Linked DNA regions of Mus musculus: regions 2, 3, 4 and 5 are each linked to region 1. A link is a contact called in public ChIA-PET and promoter capture Hi-C data. All regions are on one chromosome and are shown on one strand. The core of a region is the stretch at or near the end of the contact, and the rest is flanking DNA. Distances in the headings are between cores, read along the strand shown. Region 1 holds the start of Akap17b (A kinase (PRKA) anchor protein 17B). Region 2 holds the start of Septin6 (septin 6). Region 3 holds the start of Sowahd (sosondowah ankyrin repeat domain family member D). Region 4 holds the start of Upf3b (UPF3 regulator of nonsense transcripts homolog B (yeast)). Region 5 holds the start of Nkrf (NF-kappaB repressing factor).

Region 1 (3,462 bases), core at 499-2,998:
TCATTCCACTTTTCCATGTGCTTTACAAGAACTGAAGTAAAAAACACTTTCATGGAAGTTACCCCATGCTTCAAGTTACTCCATCCTTTTGAGAGGATACACTCCCCACACAGGAATAAAAAATAGAACACAGAAATATGCGGCTACCAGCCCGGCGTGGTGGGGCATGCCTTTGATCCCAGCACTCAAAAGGCAGAGGCAGCTGGATTTCTGAGTTCGAGGCCAGCCTGGTCTACAAAGTGAGTTCCAGGACAGCCAGGGCTATACAGAGAAACCCTGTCTCCAAAAACCAAAAAGAAAAAAAAAAAAAAGAAAAAGAAAAAAAAAAGAAAGAAATGTGTGGCTACCAGAATCTCACATGCTTTAAAAAAAATTTTCTTTTAAAAAACTGAATTTGAGAGATCCCCACTACATTTTCAGAATTGAAAAGGCATCCCTATCAATTATACTTCACAATCTTACAGTATTTCAACAGTATGAGGTTTCAAAGGTAGATCTGAGACAGGAAGAACATCAGGTAAAATGGGTACCATCTTTGAAACCCTGTGGGAAATAAAAAGACCCAGGTAGTCCCCATACTGCAATTCAGAGTTCCAGGGTTCCAATCAACACATGTTTAGAGTTAGTGACATTCAAAAGTGCTCAGGTAGTGACTGGTTTCATAAGCAGGTGATAAATGTAAAAATGGTACTAGTCCCAGTGACCAACATGCTCAGAGACAGCAGTATCCAAGACATGAGGCTCCCCAACTTGCTTTCTTCCCTGATACTTCTGCCCATCTACTCAAAGCTCAAGACTATGCATTCCAAAGGCTTAGAGGTTTACCCTGCTTTCTTGGGTCAAATTAGAAGCAGTTTAATTCCATCCACGGTAGGAACCTCACAAGGCCCTTGGTGGTCATCAGTGGGCAGAGGCAACGGACCCTGGGTAGTGGTTAACTGGAATGAATGTCACTGAAGCAGATTGAGAACCAGAGCCCTTGGCTTTTGCATACAGCAGGGAGGAGGGCATCCTTCAGCTTTCCTAAGCAATCTAGTACACCCTAAGGAAAAGCTTCCAGTGACCTCAGCTGCAGCAGCGGCCACAGCGCCCCCTAGTGCGGCACCAAGACCCAAGAGAGCAGCCGAATGGATCCAAGGGGGAAAGCCTAGGGGCATCTCTAGAAAACCTGGTTTCCACCTAGAGCAGGCCTGGCTACCTGGGTTCTCTCCAAAACCCCTCCCAAGTCCTCACTCAGGGTCCAACGCGGCCCTGCCTCCCAGGCACCCAAGACTCCGGTAGGCCAGGGCGGCCGGCCAACCGGGACGCAGAAGGACGCAGCCGCCTGGTCGATTCTCAGAAAGGGGGGGGGGGGTGTTATCGGGAGCCTCAGCAGCCGCTGTACCTTCACGCTTAGCTCCGCTGGGGTAGCGGAACCGCTACCGCTCCTGCCGCCGCCTCCCTCCAGCCGCCGCAGTGTCAAGGATCAACCCTCCTGGTCGCTCTCTTCCACCGCCGCGGGCGAGGCCAGCTGTTGAATGGCTCAGGTCGCGACACAGAGTCGTCCTCGCCGCATCCGAGAAGGCGACGCAGGCGCGCGCGCTCGTGCCAACGCCCCGAGCGCCCCTCGCCCCGCTGCAGGCCCCGTGAGCTTCCAGGTGGCTGCCTCCTGATTCCTGGCTGGGGGCTACAGGGTGCAGGTTTGCACGCCTGCCTGCTCCAATCCCTTGGTGGGCTCCAGCGGACCAATTGACTCCCCTCGAGAGCTCCGCCCCCTTCGCTGCCATCCCTTGACTTGCCGGCAGAACCAATGGCAACCACCGACTAGACCCGCCCCTAGGATTTCCCCAGGGCCAATCGCCTTCTCCCGAGCAAGCATTAAAGTAACCCCGCCCCTCCTGTACAGCCAAGCAAGGGCCAAAGTTAATTCCATTGCAAGGTTCTAACTAGCTCAAGGTTTTGTCCAGTTTACTCACCGCCCACCCCACTGCCTAATTATGTGATTTAGAGACTGCAGACACCACCAACACCCACCCACTACACACACACACACACACACACACACACACACACACACACACACACACACACACACACAGAGAGAGAGAGAGAGAGAGAGAGAGAGAGAGAGAGACAGAGAGAGAGAGAGAGAGAGAGAGAGAGAGAGAGAGAGAGAGAACAGTGCTACAGGCCTTTAATCCCAGCACAGACAGAGGCAGGCGGATCTATGAGTTCAAGGCCAGCCTGGTCTACAGAGTGAGTTCCAGGACAACCAGGGCTACACAGAGAAACCCTGTCTCGATAAAGAACAAGCACAAGAAAAGAAAGAGAGCCAAGACTGGGGGAGGGGGATGCAAGCATGAGGACCCAGCTCAGATCTGTAGCAAGGGTGTAAAAGTTGGAATGTGGTAGGGTGAGTTTGCAATTCCCATTGCAAAGGGAATGGGAATTAGGCCAGAGGTGGTGATACTGTGTGGCTTTCTGGACCTTGCTGGTCAGCCAGGCTAGCTAGGCAATTGGTGAGTTTCAGGTTCAGTGAGAGACCCCGTCTCACAAAATAAGGAACAAAGCAATCAAGAAGACACCCGATGTTGACCTGTAGCCTCCACACACTTGTGGACACATACACATTTTTTACAAGAGAAAAAAACATCACGGAGAGACTTACCCACCGTCATAGCTGAGAACTAGCCACTCTCTTGACCAGATCTTCCCCATCAAGAAGTCAGCAAGAACCTAGGAGAACACTCACTGGTTGTGGGTTTATTTTCTTCTTGTCCAGTATCCAGTACAGGAGCTTAGACCCTGTATGCTGGGAAACTTCCAGGAACCAGGCACCAAGACTCCCTGACTCTGCGATGGTCACTTTGGTCTCTGGCCTTCTAGCCTGAGGATAAGCAAAGGTAGCCTTGCCTCTCCTTCTCCATGGTTTTCTAACAATTTAAAGACCATTCTCCTGGCCCACTGTTCCAGGCTCTGATGTTCAAAGACACAAATTGAGGGTCTTCTCTGAATGTAAGCCAATTGCCTTAAATCTTTTGAAAACAGACACCAGGAACTAAGTGTCCCTTCCAACCCTTGCCCAGATGACATTTCTTTGAGTTCATCAACATGGAATTCACTTTCTCAGATGACAAATCACAAAGTTGACACTTAAGAGATTTACTGTCAACTCCTTCCCTGGGGAGGTTCTCACAGCAGCAGCTGTCACAGGGCTGGTTTTGCTTGATTACCTGGTGTGGAGGTTAATGTTAATTTCATTCACTTCCGTCAAGACCCCTGCTGCTCACTCTGGCCTAAATAAATCATCCCTCCTGCTTGATTATCCGACTCTCATCCTCTTTACACAATTGCCACAGAGCCCCCTGGGCGACTTCTGGCTGGGAAAAGTTCTCAACACTGAGTGTTGCCCTTGTCCATTTCACAGCGGAAGCTACAACTCTGGTTCTAAAATACAATAGGGTCCCCATACTGCATCCCCAC
Region 2 (3,462 bases), core at 592-3,091, 340 kb after region 1:
TTGAGAAATCTCTCAAATTCCATCATTGTCAAGCAGCGTCTCACAACTGCCTCTACCTTCTACACCATGGCTGCATAAGGCTGGGCTGTACACGGGGTGGATTAGGTTTCGAATAAACCACCCCGTCCTTCCAAAGCCAGACAGGAAATGGAATAAACTTCTTTATCTGTAGAGAAAATGCTATCAGATTGGAGACTCAGATTTAGACAACAAATCAATTGCAATTACACCAACTCCCCAGAGGCTGCTCCCCACCCCCTCCTTTTGCACAGGAGTCTCATTGCACAGGCTGTTCATAAATGGGAGGTTACAGGGTTATCATTTTTCATCCAGCAGTATTTGGGGTAGTGGGCTATGCCTGGCTGCCTTCTACCTCATTCTGCTTCAGCTTATTGTGCTGATGCGCTGGTGGAATTGTCACCACTTTTCATCTTTGTAAGCAAACTTCAGACCTAAAACAAACAAACATGGAACCTCGGGTTCCTGGGTATGATTTCTCTGCACATCCCAGGCTGGAAAACTTTAGTTTTTTAAGATGATTTTTTTTTTCCTCCAGAGTTGATCGCTACCGAAAGAGAGAACACTGCTTCTGCAAGTCTCACACTGTTCTCGTTGGTCTCTACAGAAAGATGTTAGCGCCACAGGTTTTAGCATATAAACCCATGTACACTGAACCCAAGACCGACGCTCAGGGAACCGTCCAGGAACGTGCCAAAATACCCAACCAGCCACCTACAGGCTGGGATAAACTGCATCCCTCCCTCCCTTCCACAGATACACAAATGGGACCCCGTGGGACACAGCACAAGTGGACACAGCATTGGAACACAGGGACACACACCGTAGAGGTGAGCACACAGAAACAGGCCAACTCATTTAGGGTCACATAACCCTGCCACGGGGAAGGCAGGAGGGCGCGCATGCACATATATGCGCACACGCTGATACCCATACAGACGCAGTCACGTATATAATGCATATGGAGAAACCCTACTCCAGCTAGTCACCTCCCCGCCCCCCTCACCACACTCTGCCTTAGGTCCCGGGCTACCCCCCAGCTCCGCGCCCCTCTATCTGAGCAAGCTGGAGTCCCAGCAGGCAGCTGTGGCAGGGGCGCTCCCAAGCTAAGAGGACAGGGGCCCCGGAGGGCTCCAGACCCATGCTGCCATTCATTCGGCAACGCCCCAGCGGCGGGGCCGCAGCTGCAGCAAGGGAGGCGGAGGCGCTCACTGCAGCTCTCTCCGGCGATGCAAGTTCAGCTGCCCGCCAGTATGCTTCTCCAACCCTCCCGCCCCCCCACCCTCCCGCCAACACAGGTCTCCAGGACATGCTGCGGGGAGAGTAGACTGAGCCGCTGACCCCAGGAGCAAAAAGTCCCGCCTTGCCTCTTTGCTCCTGGATGCTACCCCATTGCCCTCCTCGTGGTAGTGGTGGTAGTCGAGCCGCAACCAAGTCTGCTCGGCCGTCCCCAGCCCCACACCCTCAACCCCTAGCCCGGGGACTGGTATCCAAGCCCTACACTCACCACCTGGCGAGCTATATCGGCCGCTGCCATCGCTCCTTGGTCCGCCAGGGCTGCTTCGGGTGCCTCCGCAACGGGAGCTGCTGCACAGGAAACAGAAGAGCTCCTCCGACAAAGAGAAAGTGTTACACTTCGGGCGCGACCAAGTCTGGTGGAGGGAGGTGCCAGGGAGGGGCCCCCTCACCGCTGCTCCAACCCCAACCTCTCCTCTATCACCCACCCCCTCAGAGTAGGTGTGGGGAGGGGACGGATTGGCCGCGCTGCCTTCCCCTAGGGCGAGCCCAGTTCCAGTTCTCTCTGCAACCCGAGTCTCGGCCTCTGTGAAGGGGGCGGGGGCTCCCCTCGGTGACCACGTCCTCCGCCCCCCCCCCTCCCTGCCGCTACTGGGCTCCGTGGTACGTCCCGACCTCTGCTGAATTGTCACACACACACACACACACACACACACACACACACACACACACACCCTGTTTTCCTTTACATCCCTGAGCCCCCAGACCTGAGGCTGGAAGGGTGTCCTGGCTCCTCCCCCTCCTACTCTTTGCTCCTAGGCTGAGATCTGCAGTCCGCTTTCTTTTCCCAGCCCCCATAACCTCTTGTGCTCCCAACTGAGAACCCTGGGTGCCTGGGTGGGAGCATTGGTCTCTGGAGTGTCAGTGCTTTCCCGTAGTCTACCCTAACTAATCCTGTTATCTCCTTGGGTTGGGGAGGGGCGGTGGCAGGACAGGGGTTGCAGCACCTGCAGCGCCACCACATTACAGCTTAGAAATGGAGCATTAACTGGGGAGCTGCAGTGCAGCCCCACAACTGAGCTGGGACTTGTGGAGGACATCGCTCCTGTCCTGAGGTGCAGTAGGAGCCCAGCTCTCCACTACTGTACCAAATAGAAACTGACGTCACTGGTCCCACTCTGGTCCCTCCTCTCAGTATGAACAGGGCGAACAGGGATGCAGAACATCCCACCTTTTAGGTTAGAAGCCAGAAGGGAGTCTAAGAATGGGAACTGAAGGTCTCTAGCTCTGTTGAGGCAGATGCAGATACAGGAGGGGTAATCATTCTGTCCAGTTCCAATCGTTCCTCAATACTTATTCATCCCAGGACCATATGGCTGACCTGGGACAGCTCATAACATCCAAAGGCTAGAAAGATGCCTGCCTGCTCTCCTTTTCCTCCCAGACAACTGCCATTGGTGGCCCTCTTCCTGGCATGCTTCCCACCTCCCTAGCCTTGGAGTCCACCCCTCTCCTCTTCTCTCTCTCTCTGTCTTGGGATTGGCTTTTTTGTTGGCTCCGTATGATTGATGAACTTGGTGAGATATGGTTTCTCAAAGGCCCAGGAGGCCCCCACTTCAGAACGATAGGATCTTAGGTCTCTCTCCTGAGGAGGGGACAGCAGAAAACAAGAAAGAACCAGGGAGAGGGATCTCACACAAAGACCAGGCCTAGAAAGTATAGGGAGAGCAGAAGCAGGGAACCAAAGTGTCTACAATAGAACTGCCCTGGTCCTGCACTGCACCCAGCAGTGAATGCTTCTCGTGTTCTCTCGGGGACTCTTCAAGTAACCTCTACATCCTGAGCACAAGGACTCTCTGAAACGTGTCCCCAGTGCTGAAAGCAGGATCCCATTAAGTGATCCCTGTTTCATCAATGTTCTAGATACTCAAGAGAGTGGGCTAAAAGAGAAGAGCCTGGAACAGTCAGAGGCCACAGGGTGGGTGACGGTATCAAGGAAGAGAAGCAGCTGTAATTTCTGAGACCCCCAGGACCACTTGGGGGAAGGCCTAGGCCCTGGACTGATGTAGTACAAACATATAAAGCCAAGACTAAAATTGAGGAACTGCTTTAAGGTTTGGGCCTCAACCGGATGGGGGTGGGGAAGCAGAGGCGCTGGCTGCTTCCAGGCTAGGCCTCCAGTAGGTAGCCTTTGAGTCTTCCCCTGAC
Region 3 (3,544 bases), core at 1,034-3,533, 400 kb after region 1:
AGTTCAATTGACCTGTCTGAGAAAGAAGGGAAATATAAGAGGTCATAGAAACAGGGTTCGGGAAAGAAGAGGACCATTCTGGGCTGGAGCAGTGGAGGCTAGTTGGATAAGATGGATGCTGAGGCTGATCTTAAAACTTGAAGAACTTTACCAGACACAGTGTGAAGGAAAGGGGAGGCTGGGGCAGGGGGATTGCTGGGAGTGCCAGACCTGTCAGTCAGCACTATACAGTGAGTTACAGGGTAGCTGGAACTAGGTGAAACAATCCTATCTCAAAACCAAAACACAGCCAGGCATGGTGACAGAGGCATGTAATTCCACCACTTGGAAGGTGGAGGCAGGAGGATCAGGAGATCAAAGCCAAGCTGGGTTATATAAAAAGCACCGAAAATCAACTAATTAACTTAAAAGAGAGAAAAGAGGGTGGCCTAGGCAGAGAAGGACAAGTGAGAGATAAGAGCAAGCTTCACCTAGGTCTGGCTCAGCCATTTGGCTGCAATTTGGTGCTTGTGTGAGTGCTTTGCAGCAGATAAACCTGGCTTGAATGGCAGTCTCTTTGTGCCAGAACAAAGGCTACCGTGTCACACACACTTACTCTGCTACTTCCTGCTGGGTGACCTTGGGCAAGTGGTCTAAGTTCTCTGCAAACTGAAAGTAGAAATCATTATTCGCCCCTAAGACCATGGGGGGAAGAACTAAGAAGTAACACATATCAGGCATCTGGCAATGTCTAGCACAGAGTAAATATTTTTAAATTAGGTTAAAATTCATATACTGTCACAAAAGAACACTCAAGATATTTAGAGCTGGCCCTAAATATTTGAACAGCAAGGAGGAAAAGTCACCGTCTGACACAGTCCATGGCTGGTGCCACAGTAAGTCCCAGATGAGAGGGCTGGCTTGGCCTCAGTCGCCACCCATCCTGATCTGGACTGCTTCAATACTCTGGCTTCCGCCTCTACTTCTCTCAACATCATATTCTAAACACATCCTGAATCATGACTGTGTCCCTCCCAGGTTCAAAAGGTGTAGCTCCCTCTAGCTTGCAGGCAGAGTGAGTGCCTTAACACTGTGAGGAGAGGGGGTAAGAACGACTGTCTCAAGGGATGGGCACCTCTGCATTCCCAACACATGAGAGGAAGACAGAGAAAGATCAGAAATCCAACATTATTGGCTACATATTGAGTTCCAGGCCAGCCTTGGCCGCATAAGACCCCGCTTCCAAAATATAAGAACTGTTGTCTCTTGGGATCGGAGGCAGGGGGATTCACCTGTAGTTCCCGGCCAGCCTGTCTCAAAGATATAAACAAAAATTAAGCAAACAGTAAAATCATCCGTTGATAAACGGAAAGACTAAGAATAGTCTAATGCTGGAATAAAAAGATAAACTATGGACCTTTTTCTAAAAACTAGAAGCTATGCGTTTACTAACATCAGCAAGTTTCTTAAGGAAATATCAGAGATGAATGAAGCTGTGTGTCTGCGGCGCTGGGTCCGACTCACCTGCAGATGCTTTTTCAAACCCACCCAGAGAAGTAATGAAGGAAGAAGGCAGAATCAGGCAGAGATCTGCGGTTGTGCTCTGGGGAATACCTCTCTGACCATATCCCTGGTTTCAAGTTTCTCAGCAGGAATCCCCGACAGCGCTCCTGCGTCTGCTGCTGCTGCTGCTGCTGTGCAGAAGGTCAAGGTTACAGAAAGAGCAGGATAGACGAGCCTGAGTCAGAGGGGCTAGGCTGCCTCCCTGAAGCCTTAGGGAGAAGGAGCATAGGGACAAAGTGCAAAAAGATTCCTGATGCGAAAAGGGTGAAAGAAGAGAGGGTGGGGGAGCGATCGCCCCTGATGCTCCAAGATCGCGCTCCTGAAGACTGTCACGGGAAGCCCAGATCAATCCACAGACGAAGAGGCGACCTGGGACCTCTTCACCCCAGCAGCTGCAGGGATGCTGAGAACCGGAGTGACCAGAGCAGCACGTACCCCGCCCCACACTCTCCCTAGTTCGCCAGTCAGGTGCGGGAAGCCGGGCTACTGCTCACCTGGCCTCTTGGAGTAGAGCGGGTCGCGTCCTGAGGTCGCCGCGCTCCTGGTGAACTGGTCCCCAGAATGTAGACGCCTGGCCGGTGCAGGGGACGCAACTGGACGGCCCAGCCCTCCACGCCCCCCACCGCCCACAAAGGCAACCTCTCCTGGCTTGTTCCCTCCCACCGGTCCTTCTCCTCCCCTTCTTCGCTCCCTCCCTCGGAGTCCAGTTGCTCAAGACGCTTCCTTCCCCACCGCCAGCTCCAGTTCCTCTCCCTGTGGGGCCCTTGGAAGGCCAACGAACGCTAGACCCCGGAGCCACCCAGGCGGGACCTGGAAGATCATGGCCCAGGCCCTAGAAGACGGGAACCCGCTGCCCAAAGCCTCGAACAGGCCGGCCGAGTCGGAGGCGCCCAGCGACCCGCAGATCAAGGACAACCATTGCCTTGGCAGGTACAAAGTACAAGCCGTCAGGGACAGTGCCAACCTGTCCCAGGAGCGAATCTTCCACAGCGCCCTGACCGTGAGCGGGGCAAGCTGGGCGCGCCGGCGTGGGGAGTTGCGGGAGCTGCTGGGGCTGCAGGGGGCGGCTCCCGCCGGGTGGCTGTCGGAGGAGCACTTGGAGCCCGCTGTGCCTGGGTCCCGCCGCTCCAGCGGACAGGGCAGCAGCCGAGTGTGCCTTGAGCCGCGGGAGCACGCGTGGATTCTGGCGGCTGCCGAGTGCCGTTTTGAAGTGCTGCTGGAGATGCTGGAGGCTGAGCCCAGCTTGCTGATGCGGGAGGACCCTATCACAGGCTACAGCGTCCTGCACTGGCTGGCCAAGCACGGGCGCCACGAGGAACTCATTCTATTGCACGATTTTGCCAGGCGCCGGGGACTGCCGTTTGATGTGAGCGCCCCTGGCAGCGGTGGCCTCACGCCACTCCACCTGGCGGCTCTGCAAGGCCATGATATGGTCATCAAGGTGCTGGTGGGAGCCCTGGGTGCTGACCCCTCGCGTCGAGATCACAGTGGCAATCGACCTTGTCACTATCTGCGGCCCGATGCATCTCTGAACCTCCGGGAGCTGTCCGGGGCAGAAGAGTGGGAGATTGAACGCGACAGGAAGCGCGAAAACGCTAACAACAACAGCAGCCGCACTACCACCACTACTACCACCACCTCTCGGTGGCTGAAACGCACCCCAAGTGCATCGTGCATCAAGTCCACGGGAGTACACTACAAAGAGGCGTCTCAGCCCGTCAAAGAGAAGAAGGCATCAAGCACCCAGGAAGGACAAGGCCGTTGCCTTCGGCGCTATCTGTTCCCCTTCACCCAGAATCGTTGAAGATGACATGGACTAGAGAACTCATTCTTAGGTTGTTCCTGACCCCACCCAAGCAGATGCTCCTCTGATGCAGTGGGTACACTGACCACATCTGGGGCCCTAGTCCTGTCCCAGGTCTCCTGTAGCTAGCTAACTGTCACATCAATAGAGAAAGAGACCAAAGAACCAGGCTGGCCCTGGTACCCAGCTCCAATACTG
Region 4 (3,480 bases), core at 607-3,106, 460 kb after region 1:
GACTAGCAACATAAAGGATACTAATTAGCATCTTTGAGGCAGGAAGTCGACATTTGAAACAAGTATAAAGTATCAAACAGGAGAAATCAGTGGTAATTATAGTCACTGGATCAAAGGAAAGAAATCATAAGTTAAGAAAACTATCTCAGGGTTATAAAAATTCTTTCAATGTTGCACATTTTATCTTAAAGGAGTTTAAGTCTAACCCACACAGACTTGGAGAAAGCATTGTATATTGCTCTCCCACACCCCTTCCTCCCTCTCCTCAACCCTATCTCTTTTCTTCTCTCTCTCTCAGTGGTCATTCTATGTAGTCCAGACTGACCTCAAACTTGGAGTCACCCTCCTGCTTCTGCATCCTTTGCTCTGATTACAGGCACATACCGCAAGTGGCAGCACACACTCTGTTCAATGTAACCATGAAAAACTCTCCTAAATCGTATACTCACCCTTATTGTCAAGGAATACATAGCCATCAAATCGGTCCCTGAATAAAAGAATGTCTTCTTGGTTTTTAAAGTTGATATATGCTCTGGCATACATATGAGGATAAAGGCTGTAGAGACGGAAAGCAATTACGTGACTATGGTTTCAGGTGTCTGACTGAATTGCAAACACATACACATTAAAGACACTAGCCCAAAAAGCGAAAAGGAGGGTAAAATATTAATTTTTTTTTTACCTAGTATCATTAGAAAAAAACTCAAAATAATCGTGCTCAGGCATAGGTTGAAGATGTTCCTGAAGCTGTTCCTTGGTCAAAGTGGGAGGTAATCTTCGAATTACCACCTTAGGAAACAAACGAGGAAAGGAAAATCAGTACATAGCAGCCAACTTTCTGGCATACCAGAATCATGGCTTCTGATAATCGGCTCTAAAATACAGACACTTACAAAAACACCGAACATATTCTCCTGCAATCCAATGCTATGAATTACTCAAAGGTATGGATAACGCGGGTTTATACAAACTCCTGGAAGTGACAACTGTCTGGGGCAAGGAAAATCCCAGGTTCTGTTCTTAAATGGAGTTTAAAACCCATTTTGAACGAATTCTGGTCTTTTGTCGGTGTCGCGACATTGTCTCTCTCACCGGTCTAAAATGCGCTAAATGAACTCCCTTCCCCATTCTGTGTACCACGGAAATCCTTTACCCATCGCCCTCCATCTGTCTGCTCCTCCAGGTTGGTCATCAATCCTCTTAATGTGCTCCCCCAACTCGCTTGCATTAACACGTACTTCACAATTACTCCCACCCCTAACCCCTGGTGTGGCAAGGTCTATTTAGCAATTCAAGCCAATTAAAGTTCCCCTATCTTTCCTGCTGCTCCCCTCTCTCATAACTACCCCACCGTCGCAGCTCTGAACTAACCTTTTCTCATCTGGGAACCCTCCTTTTCCCTCACCCCCACCCTCCATCCCCCCATTTCGGGGGCTTTATCAGAACCTGCTAATCCCATTTCCACCAGTGCGTGAGACAGTGCGAAGCAATTTCCATTCAGTTAGAAACAGAAGAGTTACCCGGGAGAGGAAGAGAGCAGCCCCATTCCCAGCCATGCTCCCCAGTCCGTGGACATGTCCCGCCCTCTTGTGCCACCACCCGATAGGCACCTTGCTCAAAGCTTCTTTCTTGTCCCTGTTGCGATCCTGCCTATCGTCCCCTTTGGCGCCTTCGGCAGTAGCGCCAATACAGCCGCCTGTGGCGCCCTGCGGCGTAAACAGGGTCACTCGTTTCTCCTTAGGCCTATGATCTTTTTCTTCCTTCATGGCCACGGTTACGCTCTTTAGAGCGGTGGCACAGCTGCTAAGCCGTTACGCCGGGCACCTACGACTCTCCGGGAGAGACCTCAGGAGCTCCGCCCCTAACAAATAGCCCTAGTGATAAGCAGAGCCCTGCGTTCCATTGGGCTCCCGGAGATCTCGCGAGAGTTTAAGGCCCTCGGTTTCACTCGGGGTTAGGGTTTTAATACCTGACCTTTACTTCCCGCCTGCCGAAGTCCCCATGCTGCCCAATCCCCTAGCGGCCCAGATTCCCTCGGGGCCCGCCCCTTAGCGCGTCATTAGCAACTCCGCCATCTTGTCTAGAAACGACTCGTTTCTGGACTACAACTCCCAGCATGCAAAGCAGCTGCCCGTTTAGGATTAGAAATGTGGGAATCATCCAGATTTTTAGTATATGTGATCATTTGATCTTAAAAATTTAGTGATTCTTTTTCAGATAAAAATACCATAAACATCTTAAGTATATATGATCCCTTAATCTTTTTGTTTGTTTGTTTTGTTTTTTTGAGACAGGGTTTCTCTGTGTAGCCCTGGCTGTCCTGGAACCCACTCTGTAGACTAGGCTGGTCTAGACCTCAGAAATCCACCTGCCTCTGCCTCCCGGAGTGCTGGGATTAAAGACGTGCGCCACCACTGCCCCGCTATGATCCCTTAATCTTAAAAGTTTAGTGCTTTTCTTTTTCAGATAAAAAATACCCACAAGGTTTTATGCCACGTGAGCCTATAATTGCAGCACTGGGGAATCTGAAAGAGAAGGATCAAGACAAATTCAAAGTGTGGTCTAAATAGCAACTTTCAGGCAAATTAGTGCTAGATAGTGGAACCGTACGTATATCAACCAAACAACCATCAGGTAAATAAACAGATAAGGAAAAGCTATTTAAAACTGAAGTATACTTTCAGAGGCATTAGGATTTACACATGCTCAAGAAACACACAAGATACTAATTTCAATGAATTATAACCAAAATGTATTACATTTGTTTTCACCACCTTTCTTTCTTTTCCAAATTAAAGAATTCTCTCCCAACACTGTTATCCAACAAGATGGGGAAAGGAAAATATCCAACTTGATTCTGTTCACTTTCTTCACTTTGAAAAAGGTCAAATACCCATTAACAGTTGAATGGACAAGCAAGATGTGATACATTCACAGAATGAAGTACAATGCCTTAGTAGTTGGTACATGCCATAAATTTGAGCAATAAAACGGACTCTTTAACCAGGTGTGGTAGCGTGTTCTGTAGTCCCTGCTTTGGGGAAGCTGAGTCAGGAGGGTCATGAAATACCCAACAAGATGTTTTCTGTAGAAGGAAAGAGGGAGGAAATGAAGAAAGGAAGAGAAGAATAAAGCATTTTGCTGGTGTGTCTGTCTGAAGGGGAGGGGAGTCTCCAGTACAGTTTGCTGGTGGCCAAAGAAACAAGGCACTGACCCACCTCAGTGTGGCAGGTTCCTGATCTGGGCAGGTGGTTCTCAGCACCATGATTAAAAATAACCATGGTGTGTTGCAATTAAGAAATGGGGTCTGGAGAGCAAGCTTCCCTCATTTATATTCTGCACTAACCTGAGAACTAAAATTTTGCTGCTACAAAGGATGACCTTCATCTAAGTTGGCCAGATGCTGAAACTTTGGTCTTTCTTGTAGTCCTGTATTGTGTGTGTGTGTGGGGGGGGGGGGTCTGATACTAGCATATTTGT
Region 5 (3,780 bases), core at 15-2,514, 260 kb after region 1:
TTTATTTCATGGAGGTAGAAGAAGAGAGTGGTCTGGAGACTAGGATTAGAACTGCGGAGTTCCTTGTCTTCCCCTCGGAAGCTCCATCAAATAGCCTCTGCAGATGTCGCATCCTTGGAAGCCCCTATGCGGGTCTGAGGTTCTGCTCTTTATCACCAATCGCAACGACTACCTCTCAATGACCCTCTTCCAGGATCTACTTTATCTCCATCTCTGGTCCTGGAGGGGCATCTCTGTGCCCTCATGGGCTGTCATGTCATCGCCTGCAACCGCGATCGCCCACCCCACCCCGCAACGACTAGTGAAGCGTCTCCATGTCCTCTAGCAAAATTTCAAATCTTAAGCCTCCAAGCCATAATCCGCATCCTGCCCCGGTTCCCATCTGGACCACCTTTACTGACTCTCTCCTTGCCTTGGTCTGTCCATAACCCAAACTCCACCATCCGTCATCTGTTCTTCACCTCCATCACTCAGCCGACCCGCATCACCCATCTCCCACCCTGTCCCTAACTCAACCTCCCAACACCATCCTCACCTGCAGCCCAGGAAAACGTGGTTTGTCCAGGCGGCGGAGAGCGCGAGGAGCTGGTCCAGGGCAGCCCCGGGATAGCTGTGCAGGTGCCGGCAGATGAAGCTCCGCCGCAGAGCCCACTGCCAGTCACTTTCGTGGCTATAGCGCCACTGCTCCAGCACTGGCTCAGGCGGGGGCGGCGGGAGGGGCGGCAGCGGCGGCGGCGGGAGGGGGGGCAGCGGCGGCGGCGACAGGAAGTCGCCCCCCAGCAACAGACGTCCTCCAGCCATCTTCTCTGCTTCAGAGTGGGGACGGCCCCCGGGGACGATGCCTACCAACTGGCCGGGGGCAAGCGAGGCGGCTGGGGTTGGGGGGGGGCAACCTGTGTGTGAGGGACGCTCAGGGCTGAGACTGGGGGGGCTGGGGGTATGTGCCTGGGGGGGGCGGGGGCTACGCTTACAGAGAAACGGGGATGGGGGGTCAATGGTCGTTGTCGCCACGCCAGCCGCACGGCTCCAACTAATGTGGGGACGTGAGGGCTTCCTTATATATGGGGCACACTAGGCAGCGGACTTGGGCCCTGCCACACAGCACCTCTGCGGACCCTGGGACCCACACACTGAGAGAGTAGCGGCAAGAATAAAAAAAAAAAATAAAAAGAAGAAGAAAAGAAGGAGGAGAAGCACCAGCACGCTGCGCTCCCCGGCTCGGGTCTCTCACCCTACCTCCCCGCGTGCCACCCTGAGGTTGTGAGGCCACAGCGCATGAGCCGCAACCGGTCTCCAACTTCAAAGTCCCGCGCGAAATCTCGCGCGATGGGCATTTTTCCCTTCCTCTGACGTCACTCTTCATTGACGCACTCTGCTGACTGGCAGAAGGGCGGAGACTCCTGGTAGGGGACTCTCGGGGCTTCAGTGGGGTTCTAGAATTTGATGATTCCGTTAAGTCCCTGGAAGGTGCCCTCAGGTGATTAGTTGGCTGTGATGCCTGGCATTATGCTCTAGCTGTGTCCTTGGAAAGGGGTTTGGGTTTCAAGGGGATGTGGCATGTTTTTTTTCTGTTAGCTCTGAGATGCCTCTTCAGAGAATAGCTTGAAAAAAAAAAACAATGCGTCTTTCAGCATCAGCTTTGGAGTTGCTTGTGAAAGTGTGGTTGAAAAGGCGACATTTGCAAAGAAAATAACAGCAACACTTCTCTAGCTGACCCTCTTACATTTTTCTGATCATGGTTACAGACAATTCTGTATTGTCTGTCGAGTCAAAACACACACACACACACACACACACACACACACACACGGCACATGGTTTTGTTTTTCAACTGCAGCCCAGGCTACCTTCCAACTCACAGTACAACTAAGAGTGATCGTGAACGTCTGTCTTACTGCCTGAACCTTCCAAGTGTTGAGATTACAAAGCGTATCATCATGTATTTTTATTTCAGTTTACTAAAGACCCAAAAGACTAGTTAATAGCCGCTGGGCAGAATAATGGACAAATCATTATACAGATGGCAACCATGGTAATGAGAATGAACCCCGCATAGATTTAACACTTACACTAGCAGTATTACCCTCAACTTTAACGAAAAAGGGAGGCTAGCTTCGAACTTAGCCTGGCCTCTTGGATACTTGGAATACAGATTCTGATCTATGCTCAACTTGCGGATTGACAAGAATAACAAATGTAGCTTCTAATTTGTGTTTATGTGTGTCTGTGGGAGTAAGGGAGGACAGATGCTAGGAAAACAGGAAGGGATGCATGAGAGGGAGAGAATTACTTCACTGGAAAAATTGCCCTACAATTAAATCTCAATAACAGTATCTATGCTTTATTAAAAATACCAAAACTCATTATTGAATGGGTCCACACCTAATTATTACGAAAAGCTGTAAATTCTTAATTATGTTTTCTTGAGAACTGCTGTTCAAATTTCCTTCTAGGTGTATATCCACTGCTGATTAATGTTGTAGCGTATATTATATTCTGGTTTTGCACATTTCTACACATGTAACTATTTCCACTCAATGGTGTCATTTTAATTTAGGTCTTGACATCTTTCACAAGTTAGCACTGCGTCTTTTAAATCTTCTAATAAAAAATTGAGAAAGAAAAACGTTAAAACAACTGACTCTTATTCCCTTGATAAAATAACCACTCTATGAAAACAGGGGGTTCCTTTTTTTGCTCTTAATGCCTGCACTGGCTTTCATGGGCATGCCATAGGCTAGTCAGATTTATGGATGTCTTTCTCTTTGCACCATCCTAGTTTCTTAGAGTCTACATCATAAGGTGATTGTGTTTTAATAATTTGATCCATTTCAGGCTTCTATGGCTATGTCCCTTTCAAAATGCAGTTGCTGAAATTTAATGGCCAATGTGATAGCATTAGGAGGTAGGGTCTTAGTGCTGAAGAGATGGGTCAGTGGTTAAGAACACTTGTTCCTCTTACAGAGGAGGAGTTGTGTTCCTAACACCTACACGGTGCTTTACAACCATTCTTCTGACCTCTGTGGGTACTAGGTATGCATGTGTTGTACATACATACATGGAGGCAAAATACTAATGCTCACAAAATAAATCTTAAAAAGAGGGGAGTCTTAAGCTAGGTGTAGGGACACAAGTATAATCTCTGCATTTGGGAGCTAGTTGCTGCTACAAACTGACTGTAAATCCAGCCTGGGCTATGTGAGACCCCATCTTAAAAAATGAAAACACACACACACACACACACACACACACACACACACACACACACCAAGAACAGAAAAGGACATAGGATCTTTAAGAGTTAATTAGGCTACTCTCTCCTGACAGATTAAGATCTTTATAAAAACATATTTCACACAGCATTTCCCCCATATGAGGATACAATATTGCTCTCTTCTGGTAGATACAGCAACAAGAAACTATCTTGGGAGCAGAGAACATTCCTCCCCAGACAACCACTTCTACTAAAGTCTTGATCTTAGACTTCCCAGCCTCTAGAACTCTTAAGAAATAAATTTCAGTTCTCGAGCTATTCAGCCTCATTTATAGCAGCCCCAAAACCTATCATCACATGTTCTATGCTACCAACCCTCATCAAAGTCAATATTGCAGTTCGAAGACATCTTTCTTTAACTCTGAGAAAAAAGGAAAACTCCTTGCTCTTCACTCAGAACAAATCTTGATCAGATCTGCATTTAAGTTTAAGGCTCCCATATTAGCATTAATTCAGAAAAGCACTAATTCTGAAACCACATTATTCCTGTGGGCCAGTTACAGTTG

The links. Promoter capture Hi-C pulls out the DNA fragments that hold promoters and counts their contacts. ChIA-PET counts read pairs in DNA pulled down with a chosen protein or histone mark. Capture Hi-C pulls out chosen DNA fragments and counts their contacts.
Region 2: an RNA polymerase II ChIA-PET map of memory CD8 T cells shows a contact between it and region 1, with 7 read pairs. The contact joins the promoter of Septin6 here to the promoter of Akap17b in region 1. A contact is called at or near these places in 5 of 39 promoter capture datasets (the C10 cell line, hippocampal neurons, liver and 2 more), 1 of 484 Hi-C or Micro-C datasets (embryonic stem cells) and 1 of 115 datasets of contacts at active chromatin or transcription factors (memory CD8 T cells).
Region 3: a promoter capture Hi-C map of adipose tissue shows a contact between it and region 1. The contact joins the promoter of Sowahd here to the promoter of Akap17b in region 1. A contact is called at or near these places in 3 of 39 promoter capture datasets (the 3T3-L1 cell line, embryonic stem cells and hematopoietic stem and progenitor cells), 1 of 15 datasets of contacts at CTCF or cohesin (embryonic stem cells), 4 of 115 datasets of contacts at active chromatin or transcription factors (embryonic stem cells, large pre-B cells and stem cell-derived neural progenitor cells) and 2 of 9 other capture datasets (adipose tissue and embryonic stem cells).
Region 4: a contact with region 1 is called in a promoter capture Hi-C map of erythroid cells, with 12 times the contacts expected there. The contact joins the promoter of Upf3b here to the promoter of Akap17b in region 1. A contact is called at or near these places in 7 of 39 promoter capture datasets (the C10 cell line, cranial neural crest, erythroid cells and 4 more), 1 of 484 Hi-C or Micro-C datasets (B cells) and 1 of 9 other capture datasets (liver).
Region 5: a contact with region 1 is called in a promoter capture Hi-C map of erythroid cells, with 19 times the contacts expected there. The contact joins the promoter of Nkrf here to the promoter of Akap17b in region 1. A contact is called at or near these places in 15 of 39 promoter capture datasets (the 3T3-L1 cell line, the C10 cell line, HPC-7-derived erythroid cells and 8 more), 5 of 484 Hi-C or Micro-C datasets (the Ba/F3 cell line, Th1 cells, embryonic stem cells and 2 more), 9 of 115 datasets of contacts at active chromatin or transcription factors (the NIH/3T3 cell line, astrocytes, embryonic forebrain and 4 more) and 1 of 9 other capture datasets (pancreatic islet).

Annotation. Positions count from the first base shown.
Region 1 is chrX:36,643,666-36,647,127 of GRCm38.p6, forward strand. Akap17b (A kinase (PRKA) anchor protein 17B) reads right to left here and starts at 1,749. Exons shown (of 7, transcript NM_001081956.1): 1 at 1,385-1,749.
Region 2 is chrX:36,987,854-36,991,315 of GRCm38.p6, forward strand. It overlaps Septin6 (septin 6), which reads right to left and starts at 1,842. Exons shown (of 10, transcript NM_019942.5): 1 at 1,526-1,842. The coding sequence starts at 1,555.
Region 3 is chrX:37,046,562-37,050,105 of GRCm38.p6, forward strand. It overlaps Sowahd (sosondowah ankyrin repeat domain family member D), which reads left to right and starts at 2,284. Exons shown (of 1, transcript NM_173779.4): 1 at 2,284-3,544. The coding sequence starts at 2,363. The coding sequence ends at 3,346.
Region 4 is chrX:37,108,466-37,111,945 of GRCm38.p6, forward strand. It overlaps Upf3b (UPF3 regulator of nonsense transcripts homolog B (yeast)), which reads right to left and starts at 1,857. Exons shown (of 10, transcript NM_026573.3): 1 at 1,611-1,857; 2 at 683-789; 3 at 450-556. The coding sequence starts at 1,766.
Region 5 is chrX:36,902,201-36,905,980 of GRCm38.p6, forward strand. Nkrf (NF-kappaB repressing factor) reads right to left here and starts at 1,265. Exons shown (of 3, transcript NM_029891.3): 1 at 536-1,265. The coding sequence starts at 801.